Regions from separate parts of the Mus musculus genome. Here regions 2 and 3 are each linked to region 1. Evidence: chromatin contacts called from public promoter capture Hi-C data. All regions are on one chromosome and are shown on one strand. Each heading gives the region's core, a stretch centred on a gene start, on an enhancer-like site or on the middle of the called end of the contact. The rest is flanking DNA. Distances are from core to core; before and after follow the strand shown.

The links. Promoter capture Hi-C pulls out the DNA fragments that hold promoters and counts their contacts.
Region 2: a promoter capture Hi-C map of the HPC-7 cell line shows a contact between it and region 1. The contact joins the promoter of Apoe here to the promoter of Irgq in region 1. A contact is called at or near these places in 3 of 39 promoter capture datasets (the HPC-7 cell line, cranial neural crest and second pharyngeal arch cranial neural crest).
Region 3: a contact with region 1 is called in a promoter capture Hi-C map of pre-B cells. The contact joins the promoter of Zfp60 here to the promoter of Irgq in region 1. A contact is called at or near these places in 2 of 39 promoter capture datasets (cranial neural crest and pre-B cells).

The regions. Positions count from the first base shown.
Region 1 is chr7:24,528,452-24,533,356 of GRCm38.p6, reverse strand. It overlaps Irgq (immunity-related GTPase family, Q), which reads right to left and starts at 2,709. Exons shown (of 3, transcript NM_153134.3): 1 at 2,453-2,709; 2 at 1,442-1,973; 3 at 1-91. The coding sequence starts at 1,971.
Region 2 is chr7:19,696,454-19,701,358 of GRCm38.p6, reverse strand. It overlaps Apoe (apolipoprotein E), which reads left to right and starts at 2,171. Exons shown (of 4, transcript NM_009696.4): 1 at 2,171-2,348; 2 at 3,106-3,171; 3 at 3,712-3,880; 4 at 4,256-4,905. The coding sequence starts at 3,129. It overlaps Tomm40 (translocase of outer mitochondrial membrane 40), which reads left to right. Exons shown (of 10, transcript NM_016871.2): 10 at 1-46.
Region 3 is chr7:27,729,024-27,733,928 of GRCm38.p6, reverse strand. Zfp60 (zinc finger protein 60) reads right to left here and starts at 2,520. Exons shown (of 5, transcript NM_029531.2): 1 at 2,459-2,520.

The DNA.
Region 1 (4,905 bases), core at 1,460-3,959:
CTCCAGGCCACCGGTCTCGAAGGCCTCACGAACAGCTTCCAGCTCGGCTGCGCCCAACACCTCGAAGCCATCCTGGGCAGGAGGCAGGAGCCTGCAGGAGAGAGGGTGGGAGATCGGTCAAAGGCAACAGAGCTTTAAAAGTAGGAAAAGCTGGGCTGAACGAGCAATTACGGGAAAAAAAAAAATCTTTCTGAATCTCAAGAATTTAAGTAGGGAACTAATGCACATAGAAAGAAGGCACGGCCGGGCGTGGTGGCGCACGCCTTTAATCTCTGCAATCTCTGCACAAGTGGCAGAGGCAGGCAGATCTCTGAGTTCAAGGCCAGCCTGATCTACATAGCCAATTCCAGGACAGCTGGAAATACAGAGAAACACCCGTCTCAAAAAAAAAAAAAAAAAAAAAGAAAGAAAGAAAAAAAAAGAAAAAGGAAAAAAAGAAAGAAAGATAGAAAGAAAAAAAAAAAAACCAGGTGAGGCGGGACCATAAAGTTAAGAGAGTTCAGGGAAGAGCTTAAGTCCCCTAGAGGTCCCGCGGGTAAACTAACCTAAGGTCAGGTTTCCAACCGAAACTACGATGAGGACCCTATTTGGACTTCTCTTGATACAGATCAAGAGATCGGGGTCAGAGCTTTTCCAATGGTGTGCTGGTCAGGACACGTTTTCTATGGAGTGGGGCTTAGAGGAAGGCGAGGACATAATGGCAATTTCAGTATGGCCTATGGTGTCCCTGAGGGTGGATGTAAATAAGAGAGACCTCATCTAGTACTGGTGGGCCAGCGAGGTTAACTAAACAAATGAGAAGCAGCTCTCCAACTTATGCAGACCCTTCCTGAGTCGCATTTTGAGAACCATAAAATGAGACAGCTGGCAGGTGGGGAGGGGCTGGGTGGATTGGCGGGCAGTAGGCAGGGTAGAACTGAGAGGGAACTGGAAATGGAAGAACAGGGCGAGCAATCGGAAATAATGCTCTGTAAAGGTTTGGTGTTAACGAAAGGAAGGATGGGAGGGGAGTCACTTGAGAACCAAGCCAATGAGGAGGATGGGAGTGCTGGAGAGGGATCTCAAATGTTACGAGAGATGGGAGTCCAGCATCTTGTCTGACACAAGTATTTGCATATATATATATATATCTGGGCTTGTGATGCCAGAGAGCTTGCACGAAACAGGACCTTTGTGGTGGGCTTTCCAGTTGACCCTTGACGGTGCAGGCTTTAAACGACAGAAAAGTGATCCCTGCTTATGGCAGAGTCTCCATGATCTCAAACTCTGTGCTCATGGGTGTGGTGGGTGCTGTCCTACGCAAATAAGTAGGGTATGGACGAATGGGCAGCCAAGAAAAGCTTGCGTCTAACACTCTAGGAACAGGGCTCGAGAACTTTAAAGACCTCCGTAGCTGAGTTGGATCTAAGGCCACCCCATCCAGCCCGAACTGTCCCCTCACCTCTGCAGCGCCTCCGCCTGGGTCCGCAGCACCACCTGCAGGCGCTCTAGCTCCTCGCAGCGGTCACTGCTGCTGCAATCCGCCGGCGGCACAAAGAGAGGCGCAGCTCCTAACCCAGCACTGTTCAACAAGGCTGCAGTCTCATCCCGGGCTTTAGCTGCATTCTGGGAATCTCCAGGGCGCAGATTCCGGACAGCCAGCAGCGGGGTTCCTCTAGCCAGGGCGGCTCGCGCTGCCTCTCCCAGAGCTGGGGTCAAGGGCTCCTCGCTCCCCTCAGATCCTGGTAGCACCAATACCAGCAAGTTGGCCTCCGCCGCCCAGGGCCCGGGAGCTGCGGGTGGGCAACTCAGCTCACCCAGGAAGAGGCCCGGAGCCGCAGCTCTCAGGCTGGGGACTCCAGAGTCCTGCCGTCCATCGGGAATCTCTACCGTGTCCACATTCTTACCGCATAACGCGGCGATCAGGGCGGACTTTCCCGAGCCGGGAGGCCCCAGGAATAAGGCAGTCACGTCACCCTGAGGCAGAGGCATTGCTGGAAAGCAAGAGGCGGGGAAAGAAATTGGTCAGGGAGCACGTAAGACTTTTTGTTTGCTTCTTTTCTAAGACAGCGTCTCGCTGTGTAGCCCTGGCTGGCCTGAACTCATTACGTAGACCAGGCTGGCCTGACATTCAAGAGATCGATCCTCTCCCCTCTGTCTCCCAGAGTGCTGAGATTAAAGGCGTCGCACTCCCCCACACCAATCAACACCCTCTCCTAACTGATTCACTGTAGATCCAGGCTTCAGTCCTCCAGCCTGTCCTCTACTTCCATTCTCCAGTGTCACGCTGCAGGACCTAGAAACTCAACCCCCAGGGCCTATTCCTGGGAGAGCCAGGTATATGCCCATTCTCCACACGAATGCATTTCTCTATTTAAAAAAGAAGAAACAGAAGAAGGAAAACAAAAACCCTCAAAAACCTGACTGCCAAACTCGAGAATGGTCTTTCCCCTCCCCATTCCAAATCACCAACCGATCAGAGAGGTGACACGCCTGGAGAGCACAGAGGCCCAGCCCCTTAAGACGAGCTGACGGAGGCTGAAGGGGCAGGAGTGTCCGGATTTAGAAACATCCGGACTCCTTCAGGTGGCTCTATACTGACGTCATTCCTTCCAAGACCGGTGTGTCTTGGAGTGCCACTGCGGAGAGGAAGAATTTTTGGCAGCTCCTTCTTTCTAGCTAAGGCTGTTTGGGCAAAGGCACAATAAAACCCATGCGCGTGCGCAGAAAGTTTTGGGGCGGTGCCCCACCAAGACCAGCAACCAATACGCCTGCGCAGTACGTGCAGGGTTTGTACGGCAAAGGGGGACAGGAAGCGATGAGCCCACGCAGTAAGCTTAGCGTTGTACGGAGCACACAACCAACGTCATCATCACGCACCCCTGTACAGAAAAGGACCTCTCCACTTGCCCTTGCGAAGACTTGCCTGCCGTGACTATATTAGTGCCGGACTGCAACCTTGAACCTGACTCGGGGACAATGGTGGTGCAACAGATCACTGGAGTCTGGAGACTAGGAAAAACTATCCCGCTCTCGTCCGGTGGCAGAGCTGTGGCGACCAACTGTCAGGCGCAGCTAAGGGACAGTCTTCGGGGAGGAAAGCAAGAGGCGTCCGTGACCATCAAGAACTAAGAGCAGAAGGCAGTGCATGGGAGCAGCGTGATCCAGAAATGAACTAGTGAACGCGGGCGGCGGTGACTACGGTGAAACAGTAATCAATGTCAGAGAAGGATGTCTCCTGGGAGAAGGCGGGCTCAAGTGTGAGCACCACTGCTTGTGCGGGGGTTATGGTTGACACGTGAGAAACTAGGATGGGGCTGGTAAGAAAGACCAAGAGTTCCACCTTCGAGGGAATTCGGTTTCGTGAAGATGAGGACACAGGGGCTTGAAGACCGAGGTGTCACAAACCCGAGGAGTCTCCCATGTGAGACTGCTGAAGCTTTTCTAGTGAGAGTGTCATTAGAGTTCAGTGAGTGTCAAAAAATAGAGCGAGGCCCACTAAGGTTGGTGGCAGCCACGCCCCCCCCCTCTCTCTTTCATATCAGAACATCGCCCTGAAGACACTGTAGAGGGCAAGCGTCTCCCAAGGAATGGAGTCCAGACAGCCCAGGAGACGACCTCTTTGAGTACTGCCAGAAAGAGGGGTTGGGTGCAGGAGTGACAGACACTAAAGGGACCTCCATATCTCGACGCCCCGCCCTGCTACAGGTGGCCGCAGTGACTACCTGCCAGGAATGACCTCCTCTCATGATCAAAATTATTTCCCTTGATTTGGGCACACAAACAGAAGCAGGACGACATTTAGAGGAATAAAGGGCTGCCAGGCGAAGATTGGGTTGTGGGGTGTGACTGGCAATATCATTACCTGGAATGAGTCCCCAGGGTTCTTGTCCCACTTTCCCCCTAGACTTTCAATATGACTATGCTTCAGTTTCCCGTAGCAAACGTGTGCAACACGGGCTATGGTGGTAGCACACCTTTAATCCCCGAATTTAGGAGGTAGAGGCAGGCCGTTCACTGAGTTTGAAGCCAGCCTGCTCTATAGAGAAAGTTCCAGGACATCCAGGGCTACACAGACAAATCTTGTCTTAATAAACAAACCAAAACGGGCATCACAGCTCACTTCCATGGGGTAGTTATGGAATTAGCTGTCGAAAGGGGAAAACTTGACTTGAATGAAATTTAATTTAAATGATAACATCTACTTTATAACAGCTGTGACCCTGACTGAGTGTTCTCTGCACTGGGTGCATTCGATGCCAAGTATGGAGGAGTGACCTTGATTATCTCATTCGGCTCTAATGTCGGGCTGCGGTGTACCGCAGCGGTAGTATCAGTGTCTCACAGGCAGAGACCACAAGGAACACATCTGGCTTGGACAAGCTGGGATTACCGTTCAGTTTTCAAAACCCTGTATTTAAGCCAGGCACACGCCATTAATCCCAGGACTCTGGAGGTAGAGGCAATTGGATCTCTGAATTCGAGGCCAGCCTGGTCTACAGCGTGATTCCAAGACAGCAAAGGTTACACTGAGAAACCCTGTCTCAACAAACAAAACATAAAACAACCAACAAAAACAAACAAACAAACCAAAACCCCCTGTATTTAAAACAAGTGGTGGTGGCTCATGTCATGTCTTTAATCCCGGCATTCAAGGAGGGAGAGGAAGGTGAATCCATGAATTTGAGACCAGCCTGGCCTACAGACTGAGTTCCAGGGCAACTAGGGCTGTTACATAGACCAACCCTGTCTTACACAACTCCCCCCGCCCCCCCCCCCCACCCAATTTGGTGGTTCTCAGAACAAAATTGAGAGACAGCTTAGGAGTTAAGAGCATTAGTTGCTTTTACAGAGATTTCAAGTTCAGCTCTCAGCACCGGCATATTGGCTCACACCATACATAACTCCAGGTCCTGGAGATCCAAT
Region 2 (4,905 bases), core at 922-3,421, 4.8 Mb after region 1:
AAAAAAACTTAAAAAACAAAAAATATACGTGGAAAAAAAAATAGGATCTGGGAGGCCTCGGTTTTCTCCAGTTGTTGACATGGTTGCCAGCAGGCGGCGCCGAGGGTTCAGAAAGCACAGCAGCACCAAGCAGTTTAGAGAAAGCTTGGCCAGGCATGGTCACACCCTCTGCTCTTGGGGACTTACACTGCCGGAACATCAGAGGCCTGGCCTCACCAGGAGGGTGGCTCCAGGTCACTCGCCTCTGTGCAGTCTGGCCCCGAGAGCTGGCAGAGGACTTTGTCTCTGTAAACAGGGTGGGGGCAGGGAGACGGGGCTCAGGAGCCTCCCTGTCCCAAAACGGGCTGAGGTGGTAGCTTGTGCTGACTTTCTCCCAGTGGGAAGGTCAGAGGTCTCAGAAACTTCAGGAAGAAACGGAGTTCCTGGAAGTTCAGCACAATAAGGAAAGTTACTCTGGGAGGAACGGGCCCTAGCACCTTCCCAGGCTGAAACAGGAAATGTCAAGTTGTTTTGTTTTTTAAATTTTGTTGAAGATGTAGCTCTGGGCCTCACGTGTCAGGCAGGTGCTGCTGGGTTCCCTATAGTGCTTTTCCGTGAGGCCTGCTCTGGGGTGTGCGATAAGGGCCTCAGATTGGGCTCTGCATCTCACTGCTGCACCTCATGGCATCCCAAGGGAAGCAAAGACTCACGATGAACTGGTCAGTGTCCTAGACCGCAGCACTAAGACCCTCTCTACTGCCTGGGCTGGAGATGGGAGCTGGCCCTTAGCAACCCATGAAAATCATCTCACCACACCCAGTCCTTGCCAGTGTTTTCTGAAGCCAAAGCTAACAGGCCTGGGCCTGGCCAGGCACCCTGTACGTACCCTTGGAGCCAGGTGTTCCGCCTCTGCCCATCCTGCAGAATCATGTTTTGCCGTGTCTGGTGCCAAACACTGCTATGTGGCTTCTCTCCTGCCATCAACAGCTGGGAACAGGGAACCTTGTGCAGGCAGTGCTTCTAGCAAGCTTGCTGTGGTCTCTGAGCCCCTTGTCCTACCTGACTTCCCAGGTACAATGGCTTTCCCACTTTTTGGGGGTTTTGTTGTTGTTGGGTTTTTTTTTGTTTTTCAAGACAGGGTTTCTCTGTGTAGTCCTGTCGGTCCTGGAACTCACTTTGTAGACCAGGCTGGCCTCCAACTCAGAAATTCACCTGCCTCTGCCTCCAAGTGCTGGGATTATGGGATTAAAGGCATGTGCCACCACGCCCAGCTGGCTTTTCCACTTTTTAGCCAGGACTTCATTCTATTACCTGAGCTCGGGATCTTCCTGCCTCAGCTTTGCATATGGCTAGCACTATAGACCCATGTTCCAGTGAATGACTTATGGCTTGTCTTTTTTTTTTTTTTTTTTTTTTTTTATGTGCATTAGTGTTTTGCCTGCATGTATGCCTTCGTGAGGGTAGCAGATCTTGGTGTTACAGTTGTGAGCTGCTGTGTGGGTGCTGCGATTTTGAACCTAGGTCCTGTGAAATGCAGTCAGTGCTCCTAACCTCTGAGTCATCTCTCCAGCTCCTGCTCTTCTGCTTTTATGAGGAAAAAGAAAAGAGAAGTGGCTTGAGAGTGGAAAATGCACATGCAGGGGTGCACACCTGCAGTCCCAGCATGCTACAGCAGAGGCAGAAGGACCTTTGTGGGTTAGAGGGCAGCCTGAGAATCTTATCTCAAAACAACTTTTTAAAATGTGCTCTGTAGGGGTAGCTCTTCCCTCCCAAGGTGACACATCTGGCAATCGCCAGAAACAGATCAGGAGCATCAACGCTTGGTTTCCCAGGGCTTGGCTTAATGTATGGCTTCAAACCCATCGGGAGCCACCACTGAACAGCTCCTGAAGGAACTGGAGCACGTCCCAGCCTTGGAATGGAAAGAGTTCACCTGTGGTGGAGGAATCAACAACGAGGGATCCCAGAACAACGATCTTCACCCCAGAAGCTGAGCCTCTTAGCCCCCACCCACCCATTTCCATTTAGGCTGCCAGCTCTTTTCTTTACAATGCACCAGACCCCGCGGGGAAAGGGAAGGAGCGGTTCTCAGTGCCCCAGTACCAAGGCCTGGATTATTCAATGAGGTGTCCGCTCCCTTTGTTGGCGGGGGAGGGGAGCGGGGGGTCACAAGGCATCCAAACTCCACCTCTTTCCTCTGCCCTGCTGTGAAGGGGGAGAGAACAACCCGCCTCGTGACAGGGGGCTGGCACAGCCCGCCCTAGCCCTGAGGAGGGGGCGGGACAGGGGGAGTCCTATAATTGGACCGGTCTGGGATCCGATCCCCTGCTCAGACCCTGGAGGCTAAGGACTTGTTTCGGAAGGAGCTGGTAAGACAAGCTGGGCTGGGGATTCACCCAGGGACCTTGGTAGGATGTGGGCTGGGAACCTTGAGATCCCCCGGAGTCCAGGAAACAGGCACAAGAATTGGAAAAGCAGGCAGCACGATAGAAGTCTTGGGGGACAAACTAAGGACTCGAGGTAACTAGCCTTTGCCAGAGTCAGAGCAGGTGGAGGGGTTACCTCCAGGAAGGAGTACGGGACTGTCGGTGCACGGCGTACCGGCTCAACTAGGAACCATCCTATGGCGAAAAAACTCGGGATGAGCCTTAGGCTGCTTTTATATAAATACCTACTGATTTCCATCACAGTCCCCAAGTAACCCGGACTGGTTTCAAACTGTGGCTCCTCATGGCTGAGCTCCCTAAGTTCTGTAGTTGTGGGAGGGTACCACTTCGCAGGGATGGAGGACGATTAAAAATCGTGTTAAATTAACACAAAATGGAAAGCAGGACTTAGCCGGGAAGAAAGAGGAATGTAAGCTGGACCACCCGCTGGCCCTCTGTGAAGTGGAATTTGAACCCTAGGAGAGGGAGCTGGAATTTTTGGCAGCGGATCCACCCCGGGGTGCCGAGATAGCGAACTCGGCAAGGGGAGGTAAACAGACCTTTGGGAAGAGCGGGTGCTCTGTTTTGGAGATGTTTGTGATGGCTCACAGATCTGAGAAGGGAAGATGGGGTTCTCTGGGTGGCCGGAGTCCCTCCACCCCCGCCCCCTGGTGTTCAAAGACAATTTTTCCCTCCGCAGACTGGCCAATCACAATTGCGAAGATGAAGGCTCTGTGGGCCGTGCTGTTGGTCACATTGCTGACAGGTATGGAGCAAGGACTTGCTGTGGTGCCGCTTTTTCTGCTCCTCTGTGGACTCTATTCTAGCCCTAGATCTCTTCTGCTGGTGGGTTGAGGCTGAGGCGGTTCTGAGACCTCTCTGAGATTCAATAGCCCTGAGCAGCTGTTTTATATACTCTTTAGGCCTTGATTTCCCCTAACTATAAGAGGATTGATGGCTTAGTGGGTAAAGGTGCTTATCATAAAGCTTGAAGACTTAACTCTGAGACCAACATAGTGGAAGGAGAGAGCCAATTCCCTCTAGAACTCTGACCTCCAAGGGTACACACACACACACACACACACACACACACACACACAATAAAAAGTTGATTTCTTAGTTGCTCTTAAAAGTGGGGTATACATTTTCTAATTCCACACCTGCCTAGTCTCGGCTCTGAACTACATAGGATACAAGACAGTGCATGCTTGTAGTATCTAAACAGACTCCACAGCCTCCAGACCCACTTCAAAGAGACCCAAAAAGACTGTAGGTCCTGACCCAGCCTTAAACTTACTCTACACAGGATGCCTAGCCGAGGGAGAGCCGGAGGTGACAGATCAGCTCGAGTGGCAAAGCAACCAACCCTGGGAGCAGGCCCTGAACCGCTTCTGGGATTACCTGCGCTGGGTGCAGACGCTGTCTGACCAGGTCCAGGAAGAGCTGCAGAGCTCCCAAGTCACACAAGAACTGACGTGAGTGTCCAGCTCTTTCACCCTCGGCAGGCACCAGCTGATCCAGGGTTGCCTCCTATCTGGGTCCCCAGCCCCTTCTTGTTTCCTTTCTCAATTAGTGTGTAGCCCAGGTTGGCCTTGAATCCTCCTGCCTTCTTTAGCCTTCTGGATGCTGGGAGGAACAGACATTTATTACTTGCTTGGTCGATTGGCTTTTGGCTTCTTGAGACAGGATCCCATTCTGTAACTCAAGCTGGCTTCGAAGGCTCTGCAATTCTTATGCCGCAGCTTCTCAACTTCTGGGAACACAAGCGAGTACCATCACCTCTTGCTCTGTGGTTTCTGGCCCTTCTGTCCTGCCTTCATCTCCTTCCTGTGTTTCCTCTGGGCCTGCAGGGCACTGATGGAGGACACTATGACGGAAGTAAAGGCTTACAAAAAGGAGCTGGAGGAACAGCTGGGTCCAGTGGCGGAGGAGACACGGGCCAGGCTGGGCAAAGAGGTGCAGGCGGCACAGGCCCGACTCGGAGCCGACATGGAGGATCTACGCAACCGACTCGGGCAGTACCGCAACGAGGTGCACACCATGCTGGGCCAGAGCACAGAGGAGATACGGGCGCGGCTCTCCACACACCTGCGCAAGATGCGCAAGCGCTTGATGCGGGATGCCGAGGATCTGCAGAAGCGCCTAGCTGTGTACAAGGCAGGGGCACGCGAGGGCGCCGAGCGCGGTGTGAGTGCCATCCGTGAGCGCCTGGGGCCTCTGGTGGAGCAAGGTCGCCAGCGCACTGCCAACCTAGGCGCTGGGGCCGCCCAGCCTCTGCGCGATCGCGCCCAGGCTTTTGGTGACCGCATCCGAGGGCGGCTGGAGGAAGTGGGCAACCAGGCCCGTGACCGCCTAGAGGAGGTGCGTGAGCACATGGAGGAGGTGCGCTCCAAGATGGAGGAACAGACCCAGCAAATACGCCTGCAGGCGGAGATCTTCCAGGCCCGCCTCAAGGGCTGGTTCGAGCCAATAGTGGAAGACATGCATCGCCAGTGGGCAA
Region 3 (4,905 bases), core at 1,271-3,770, 3.2 Mb before region 1:
GGTTTGTTTAGAGTGCTTGTTGCTCTTGCAGAGGCTAGGGTTCCCAGCACCCACATGGTGGTTCACAACCAGTTCTAACTCCAATTTCAAGGGATTTGACACACTCTTCGGATCACCTACACGACCAGGTATGCACAAGGAGCCATAGGTTATGTAGGCACAACACTCAGGAAGAGAGAGAGAGAGAGAGAGAGAGAGAATAATGAATATGAATCTTTTTAAAAACACTGACCATTATCAGAAAACAAAACATAATGTAGAGAATATAGAAGAAAAAGAACATCATGGAGGAAATGTAACTTCACAGTCATTGCAGAAAACAATGTGGCAGATTTTCAATTACAAACAGACCTCACACTGATCCATGGATCCCACGGCTGAGGGGAATACACACAAAGGAAATAACATCAGTATCTGCAAGAGACATTTACACTCCCACCGCTCTTCCAGCATCATTTCCATAGCAGTGATACGCGACCTCACCAGCAGACGAATGGACCAAGCACATGGAGGATGGGGCTCACGCACAGTGAATCATTTACTACAATATGGATGCACACATGCAATACGCTAAAGAGGAAGGCAAGCACGGGGGATGGGGATGGCTCAGGGGCTGAGAGCCGCTATGGCTTTTGCAGAGGACAGAGTTCAGTCTCCTGACAGCTACAGTGCCTGGAACCCAAGCTGCAGGGAAGCCTATAGCTCTGGTTTCCGGGGGGGGGGGGCACCTGTGGTCATGGACACATAACCCAACATACGTAACTTTGAAGACAAATACTTCATCTTTAAACAATGACAGATACCCATGGTCTCAGTCATGTAGAATCTGAAGCTGTTTTCTCCTAGGAACAGCAAGATGCTGGTTGGTGGGGTTTGAGTGGCGGAGGCGTCAAGAGTGGGAGACGCAGATCCATAAGGGAGAGAGATGGGAGGATGATGATCAAGGGCTACAGAATTCCAGCTACCGGACAGAAGCTCAGAGATGTGTCATGAAACATGGACTTCGATGGATGGTTTTGAAAAGACAGAGAGGGTGGACATTAAGTGTACTCACTCCAAAAATGTGAGTTAGATTAAGTCATCCCAAAGGACATAAATACGGTACAGATTTACACAATACAAACAGTTCGTCGCAACATTTGGAAAAACACTCTGCTCTATGGTATATTCACCTTCCTTGTTTTTGAAATAGGTTCTCACTGTGTAGGCCAGCTGGCCTGAAACGTGTTATGGGGATCAAGCTGCTACAGAATTCACATTGCCCTTCCTGCTTCTTTCTGCCTCGTTGTACCCCACAAAGCCTAGCTTTTCTGTTTGAGTGGCTTTCTTAAACATCCACCAGCAATCGCATTGTTTCTCACACTCCCTTGTCCTGCAGAACACTGAGTGGAATGAACCCAAGATGGCCTCACAGAGCAACAACTAAAGCACACCAGGCCCTTAGGATATGGCGGCACTGCACTAACAGGCTTCACCACAGGCATCCTAAGGTTCCTGACAGGCCTGGAGAGCCTGAGGGGACAGAACCAAGACTCCAACCCAGATGGAGGGGAGGGGAGGGGAGGGGGAGAGAGCCTACCACTTTCCCAATCTCAAAATCTACTAGAAAACAAAAACCTCCACTCTTCCGCTGCTTTGAAATGAAGACCTGTAAGAAGATCTAAGGCCATCTGACGTGTGACACCATCCAAATAGAAATCGATTTAGCACATCGGAGTTTGAAAGCCCTTTTGTTAACCTCTGTCGGTTCCTATCTATAACATGGTCGGTGAGGTGGGGGGAGTGATTGTAGACAGAAGATGTCAAGGGTCATTGAAACGATAATGTGAATACTAACTGGAAAGGGGAGGGACAATGTAAGGGACACAATGATGGCGGTATCAATTTACACGTTCCTTCTTCATTTACTGACAATTCCATATTCTAAACATAAAACCCTCATTTCTCGCACAGAGAGAAAGCGCAAACTCGCCCTTGAGCCTTCGGTGGGTAGCAACAACGATCTCACGCTCCTCCAGCCCTCCTTTTGAATAATGGCCTGCGCAGGGAGCCTGAGTAAGCCTAGATTACATCTGAGTAAGCCTAGATTACATTTGAGAGCATCCCCAGTGAGCATTTCCCCTCTCTTCCCTCGACACTCACACGGCTAGAGCTCTGAGAAAAGGCCAGTAGGCCACCCTCGGAGGCACTTTCGGCCTCAAATGCTCGTCACAAAGCTCAATCTGAACCACAGGGAAAGCTTCCCTTCAGACTCCGCCCCTCACCTCTCCTCAGTGAAGCTTGGTCCTCTGCTGGTGGCCGCGAGAGAAAGCGACAAGCACGGTGATAATGCAAATAGCTCAAGGTGCGTACGCAGAGACGCGCGCGCGCACACACAGCACCGTCCCTAAACACTCACACACGCATCAACATCCATCCACCCCACCGTCCACACCCACACCCGGACTCCCGGCCTTACTCTGCAGAGACCGAAGACACAAAGCAATTCCCTACTCAGACCAGAAAGACCCGACCGTCCGCTATAGCGCCGCCAGGGCACCGGAAGTTGCTTTACTTCCGCCGCGGTAGCCCCTGGGAAATGTAGTGCCGAGTGCTCAACTCGATGAAGCCTAGCGGTCTGTAGTTCAGAGAGATCACTGCACACAACTTAGGCCAGGCCATCTGAGAGCTATGCCAGTGGTTTGTGGGAGACGTCGTGTTCTGTCTCCCAGACCCCCCACCCCACCCCCGGACAGAATAGGAAGCGTGATCAAATCCGGATATAACTGGCGTGGTTACACTTTGCACCAAGAGGGATTCCACCTGCTGTGCTCTAGTAGGGACTATGGTAGATTGGAAGACACTGAACTAAAGAATTGGTTGGTTTTAAACGTGGTAGTTTATATCAGCGATTTCAGACAGCCAGATGTTCAGAGAGTCAGTGTCCCTGTTATCTAGATAGGAAAACGTGAGTGAGGACTAGTTGGATAAATATCAACAGAACTGCGCCCATTTTGAAAGGTGAATGACTAGCATGTGGAAGTATCTAAACAACCACCGACGTATGTAAACAACCACCGACGTATGCCTTGTTTATGTAGGGAAAACGTACTTAGTGTAACATGACATTGAAAGATCCTGACAGAATGTAAAAGGTCACACAAGCCCTGAAATTGGCAAGATAGATGTCACTGTTAGCAGAACTAGCTTCACTGATTTAGAAAAATAGAGGTGCACAATGCTCTGGCCACTCCTTGAACCCGTGTGTCTGCCAATGTTTTGACCGTTCCTTGAACCCATGTGTGTGCCCACTGATGAAGCCCATTGCCAGGTGTTTGTGATATTGGTTGCTGAAAAAGAGTCAGAAAATCTCCCCAGCAACAACAGCCCGGCCAATCTAGAGTTCCTACACCTGCACCAGACTCTTCCCTTGGACCCCTCCCATACCCATTTCTTGAGAATAAACATTGTTTAGATCTGGAAATCCCCTACTTCCCCCTTCTCCTTCCCCCCCTGAGGGCCTATAAAAACTGGGACCTCTTTCCCCTTGGGGTCGACTCCTCTACCCCTGCGTGGGATATGAGTCGTCCCCAGAGCTCTGGCTTTCCCCGAATAAAGCCTCATGTGGTTTGCATCAAGCTTGGTCTCTTGTGAGTTCTTGGGTGTCCGCTATTGTCCTGAGGCCTGAGCAAGGGGCTCCTCTCGGAGTCTTTCAACATGAGCTTTCAAAACCACATTTATTTATTATTTATATTTACACATATTTTTCCAGAACATGAGAGAAAACTAGTGTCAAGGTTAATGATAATCCTATTAGGACCACTAAACATATTAGACGCTTTGTAAATGATCTAAACGCCTACAGTATAGACAGATTAGATTTGAAATAAGTCAGTCTCAACCAGATGTTAACTACAGAAAATACGTTGATAAATACTCTAGCTGATTAAAAGTGACCATCCTCAGGCGGGCAGTGGTGGCACATGCCTTTAATACCAGATTTCTAAGAGTTCAAGGCCAGCCTGGTCTACAGAACCAGCAGTCTCTACACGAAGAAACCTTGTAACAAAAGACAAACAAAACAAAGTGACCATCCTCACAATAGTCAAAAGAAGAATTAGATTGATTTTAAAGTTGAGGCAGATTGGGGGACAAAGAACATTGCCATTGATGACAAAGTAGCAATTCATCAAATGAAGTTCAGTTTGTTTTGTTTTGTTTTGTTTTGTTTTCAAGACAGTTTCTCTGTGTAACAGCTCTGGCCATCCAGGAACTCACTTTGTAGACCACATTGGTTCATAATGGTTTGTGTGGCAAACCAAAAGACCTACAGTTTGTCCTGCCTGCAGAATGTTCTGGGACTAATAAGTGGAAACTTATGGTTTCTTTGAAAAATCAGTTGTGTAGGATGGTGATTGGCTGGGGCAAACACATGAAGGAGTGTTTTTCTGAAGCAGATACAGGTGAAAGGAGTTTTTGCTAAAGCAAGCACCCGAAAGGACATGTGATGAAGGATTCTTCCCTAGCAACACGCATGTATTGTCTCACCTTACACTGCATAGCTAAGCTCCATCTGTCATTACTCCATAGAGAGATACGCACCAAGACTCCTGGTGGTGTTCTGGCAGCTTCTTGCCACTTCCAAGGACTCAGGCCAATTAGCAGAGTGATGTCAGCTGATACAGACTCACTTCGAGTTTTGCTAAAACAGACTCATGTGCTAAGGAACATGGGTGTGAGGCAAGACCCGTGGAGGACGCATGATGTTTGGAGATGTTTGGACCCAACAGACAGTGACAGGGTCTTGCCCAGCTAGCTCTGCAATGCATTGTTGGTCTCTAGTCTTGACTGATCTTCAATTCTTTGAGAGAGGCACAACACAGACCTTCTCCTGGCACCCCTGTTGATCCTGGCTGCTCCTAGTGA